Linked DNA regions of Gossypium arboreum: region 1 is linked to region 2. The links are chromatin contacts, called in public Hi-C maps. All regions are on one chromosome and are shown on one strand. The core of a region is the stretch at or near the end of the contact, and the rest is flanking DNA. Distances in the headings are between cores, read along the strand shown.

The links. Hi-C and Micro-C count contacts between places; a contact is called where the count stands out from the background.
Region 1: a contact with region 2 is called in a Hi-C map of leaf, with 2.6 times the contacts expected there. The contact joins the promoter of LOC108450813 here to the promoter of LOC108460197 in region 2. A contact is called at or near these places in 2 of 5 Hi-C or Micro-C datasets (both in leaf).

The regions. Positions count from the first base shown.
Region 1 is chr7:61,332,016-61,334,715 of ASM2569848v2, forward strand. It overlaps LOC108450813 (CLIP-associated protein-like), which reads right to left and starts at 1,378. Exons shown (of 21, transcript XM_017748590.2): 1 at 584-1,378. The coding sequence starts at 916.
Region 2 is chr7:61,088,193-61,090,892 of ASM2569848v2, forward strand. LOC108460197 (transcription factor PIF1-like) reads right to left here and starts at 1,288. Exons shown (of 9, transcript XR_008285950.1): 1 at 758-1,288; 2 at 1-652.

The DNA.
Region 1 (2,700 bases), core at 128-2,627, 240 kb after region 2:
TTTTTGAACCACACTAAACATAAACGTATCTTTTGAGAGTAGGAGAGTATCAAGCATCTGCTTTTCAATAACATATGATATCCATAGAGATAATTGCATGAGGACCCTAATTCACGAACTTGCTTTCTTAGTAGTATTAATAAAAAAATAAAATGCAATGAATGACTAGTCCCACAAGAAACATCCCACAAGAAACATGGAAGCCATCCCGAGGTAATTAAGGATGGTAATTATTCAATTGCATAAAAGCATTCACTAATGACTTCTACAAAGCTAAGGTAACTTTAGACAGCAATAAAATAAGGAATGAGTTAGGTTTCCATTTACCAAGAACTGCGAAGACAAAAATGATAACGAATTATTTTAAGGCAAAACAATTCGGAAGCCCTTGACTCATTCAAAGCTAAGAAAAACCGTATTTCCTATCTCCATGAATAAAAAACATTATGGTAAAGTTCCACAAAGCACAGGAACAAAAGTCTTCCATGGATTGATATGCATGAAAGTCAGTTATAAAAAGGAAAAGGAATTATATTAGCAGTAGACAACCAATAACATAAAAGGAAATAGATAGCAACTCTACCTCCATGAGAGTGAGAAGTAGGCGTCTCGCAGCGTCTCTGACGGGTTGCTTAGCGTCACCTAACCGTTCAACAACCGCGGGAACAAGCGCGTTGAAGTGCAACTTCAAGTGATCACCAGAGAGGACGGCGGCAGAAGCAAGAGCCTGGAGAGCGCCCTGGGAGACTCTGAAGTTGTTGTCGTTGAGGAGATCCATGCAGCAATCCACGAGCGAAGTAACCTCCGAAGAAGTCAGACTCTTTCTGGAACCTTCGAGGAGGTGGTAGAGACGTTCCACAGCCGCCATCCGCTCCTTGGTGTCTTTGGCGCGTGCCAGCTCTAGTGCCTCTTCCATCTGGATCCCGATCCTCTCCTCAGATCTAAATTTCTCAACCAATTCCAGTAATTTGGAAAAAAACAATAAAAATAAAATTTGAGGAAATGTGTTTGGCAGAGAGGAAAGAAACTCAATTAAAGGCAAGGAAAATGATTATTATTGGTAAAGAGATATTTAGCGAAGAAGTTGCGCTTATTTTCTTTGTTATTATTTTTTCTTTTCATTTCTTTCCTCAAAAAAGAAATTATCATTACGGATGAAAGGGGTAGAGATGGTAGAGTGGACTGAGATTGACGGAGAAGATGATGAAAGTGTGTGGTTCAGGTAATTAAGGAAACTGCCCATCCCTTTTGTATTATTTTACGAGTTTTTGCCTATTTTTTTTTGTTTTCGCGCGAGACTGCGATGTGCTATTTTTTTAGTTTTCTTTTGTTCAGTTGTAACCGTCATAAGGATAACACAAGGATGATCGGATACTTCAGATTTGGAATTTACTAGTCCAGCTTTTTTTTGGTTTAAAATTTCTAGTTATTCTTTTATTTCAAACAACTTACTTTCTCTAATTTTTTTGTTATTACATTAACTATCGAGTAATTATTTTTTATTTTAAAGCCTTGCAAACATTCTATTTTTATAGTCGCTTTCGGATTACAATCTTTCTTCTCTTTTTCTTTTGTTTTTATCGCTACTTAGCTACTGTTATTTGCGTGTTGTTTACTGTTTTTTGTAGGTGGTGGTTGAGGAGCAGTTGATGGTGGCAGAGGCCAGGAGCAGCAGCGACGCAGGCTAAGGTGCGGCGCGAGCTAGGGTAGGGTTTTTGTTTAGTTTGAAACAGTTTAGGTGTTTGGGCCATTTGGGCTGTTTAGGCTATTAGGGTTTTTTAATTTTGGGTTGTTTAGGCCTGTAATTTGTTGTAAATGGACACTAGACTTTAATTTTTTTTTTTGCTTTCTTTTTTTGTCTAGGCCTAGACGAAATTGGGCTTTCACAGTGGCCTCTCTTTGCTCATTGTCGTGCAACGAGAAAGATTTTTAAGAATGACCAATTTCGTTTGGTCTCGCCAAATCTCGACCTCTTTGGTGCTCCTCTTTTTCAAGTAGTTTCATTCTAACCCATTGCAACTTCAAGGAGATTAGACTTGTAGTTTTAATCTGCTCCACTGCAACTTCAAAGAGATAAGATTTGTAATTTCAATCTGCTCCACTACAACTTCAGGGAGATAAAATTTGTAGCTCCAATCCGCTCCACTACAACTTCAGGGAGATAAGAATTGTAACTTCAATCTGTTCCACTGCAACTTCAGGGAGATGAGACTCGTATCTTCAATCTACTCCACTGCAATTTCAAGGAGATAAGATTTGTAGCTTGTAGCTTTAGTCTATTCCACTGCAACTTCAAGGAGATAAGACTTGCTATGGTAGATTTAATCTGACCTACTGCAACTTCAGAGGTATAGGACTTATCATTTCAATCTACTCCACTGCAACTTCAGGAAGGTAAGATTTGTAATTTACAGCTTTAATCTGCTCCACTGTAACTTTAGGGAGATAAGATTTGTAGCTTCAATCTGCTCCACTTGAACTTCAGAGAGATAAGATTTGCAGCTTTAATCTACTCCACTGCAACTTCAGGGAGATAAGATTTACAGCTTTAATCTGCTCCACTACAACTTCAGGAAGATAAGATTTGTAGCTTCAATCTGCTCTACTGCAACTTCCGAGAGATAAGATTTACAGCTTTAATCTGCTCCAGTTCAAGAAAATAAAACTCGCTACGATAGATTTAATCCGACCCACTGCAAC
Region 2 (2,700 bases), core at 38-2,537:
ATTGTCGTTTTCTCCAGAAGCTGCCTCAGTGTTGCAGGGCATGGCCTGAGAGGCTCCTGATTCGGGAGCCATAGCCGGAGTATCGCTGGAATCAACGACCGTCAATTCCCTAACTACGCTCTTAGAATTAGACTGTTTAGATTGTTCCACCCTCACCGCTTTATGCCTGGAGAAGTGAACGAAGTTCTGAATCCTCGTCGACTCCAACTCATTCCTCCTCGACGGCGGTATCGGGGGCCTAGAAGCTGACGCCACAGCTAAAGCTGAAACTTGAGTAACTTTCCCGAGTGGAGGAGGAGCGGAGGTTGTGGCGGTGGTGGAGGTAAGGCAAGGGGCGGCGGAGGAAGGATAGAGGAGATCAGCACAGAAATCGTGGTCGAAGCTGGCGTCGCTGAGAGGATAGTGAAGCCATGAAGCCATTTCGTCTTCTTGAATAAAGAGGTGATGATCGGTAAGCGATTGCTGCTGCTGCTGCTGCTGCTGCTGTTGTTGATGATGATGGTGAGATGAGGAAGACCGGATCTCTTTGGTAGCAGATGGGTCGGCGCCTTGGAATTTGAACGGCGGTGACTTCTTGATAGATCTTTGGTTTTGGCTCTGCATAACAACTTGACCGTTTTGCCACAACAGCTCCATGATTTCATCCTCTGGCCTATTTCATAATTCCATCGCGTCATCAACTCACGGTTTTGGCAACAATAATAAAGCGATAAAAAATAAATAAAATAAAGAAGAGGAAGAAGAAGGCTTAGCTTACATGGAAGGCTTTTTAGAGCGAGTTAAAGTAGAAGGGATGGAATCATCATCTTCCATTTCGAAATCGGGGACGCAGTGATTCATCCTCTCTCTCTTAACACTTTAATCTGTATTTATATTAATCATTAATAACCCACCCAAATAGAAAAATTGTAGAAAAAGGAAGGAGGAAATTGTAAGTATTTAAGGTGTTAAGGCCGTAAGAGAATGGTTTGTTTTTTACTTGTGTAGAAGTGGAAATCCTAAAAGAAATACAACATAGGTGGTGTTATGAAAAAACCCTAGATAGGAAACCAAAATATATTTGAAAATCCAAAGCCGTACAAAGCTCTCCAACGTTGTAGCATATGTATATATACTGAAATGGCAGATTGGCAGTGTGAGAAGAAAAAAGGAAGCAGGAGAAGGGTTTTTTAGAAAAAAAAGATTTGGTGTGGGGATGAAGTATAATTTAGGTGTTTCACCAAAGATAAGATCCTGTTTTTCTCTGCATCTTTTGACAGTGGATAGTACCAACGCTTTCTTCCTTCTTATTAATAATCAGATGCCCACAAACAAAATGGTTGTTTTCTTTTAGCTGCGGACCCCAATCTTTTTTTGTTTCCACAAATTGACGGTACTGGTTTTTGTGTGTATCAATTATATATTTTGTATATCAACCATGTATTTTAATTACATGAATTGTAATCGGCTTATTAACTAGATTCAAATTTTGATGAAGATCCATAATTTTTATAATTATAATTAATTTAATTTAAATGTAATATGAGTACTTTTTATATAAAATTACAAGAAAAACTATAAAATTCTTTATTTTTCAAATCCAATTTAACTTCTACCATTATCTTAGTTAAAATACGTTAAAAATGATTATATTTATTAAAATATATATATTGAAAAGAATGTGAATTGTCAGCCCTGGGTTTTATACGTATGCTCAAATTGTACTTATTTTTAATGCTAAAAAATTTGCTTTCAGCTGTGAGAATGCTGAATTACAGTTCAACACCTGCTGGGCAGCTGTCTTTACTACAAGTCAAGTCGGTTTCTCTTTCTTTATATATAATATGTTTTTTGGACACTAAAGTTATAATTATTGAGTTCCATGCTTTTGACAAATGAAATGATAATTTTGTCGCTGGTAATTACGAAACTGCATTCAATTTTCTTCTTTTAATTTTCACTTAGTCCTATTTTTATTAATATATTTTGTGCCACTGCTGACGCTAATTTTTTATTCCAAGAAAAATTACGTTACAATAAAAAAAAAAAACACGAGTTACTTAAATTGATAAATTAGAAAGAAAGAAAAGTTGGATTTAATTATGGTTTAAAACAATGATTGGCACATAGCCTTTCCAAATAAAGTATTAGTACTAGGATACTAATTTTGATACATTCAATTTAAGTATCATCTTATATACTTAATATTATATTTAATAAAATAAAATTGTAGTCATTAAAGGAAAGTGAGTGGGTTTACTTTAAGAAGAAAATGACAATTAACGGTAAACTGTCTTATGATGTAAACTTAATTAATCCTTTATTATTATTATTATTATTATTATTATTATTAATTCTTCTTCTTTTAGATAAGATGCTACCTTTTTTATATGCTCTTTATAGATTTTTTTTGGTATATAATAAGTGGTAGTTGGATTATTTATGTTATATATATATATATATATATATATATATTTCCTTTTAGCACTGGCAATAATTTATTATATTTCTTTTATCAAAATAATTATTTTATAATATCATCTCTCTTTAAGCATAATCAGAATCTTTTTCAATCTCATTCAAATTTATTTTAATATTGGAACTCCAAATTAAATTCTTTCTTTCTTTTTTTTTAATAAGGTGTTTATAAGTATTTACCTTCAAGTAATTATTTAATATTTAATGTTGTTGAGGTAGAAGCTTGACCATAATTTACAATGA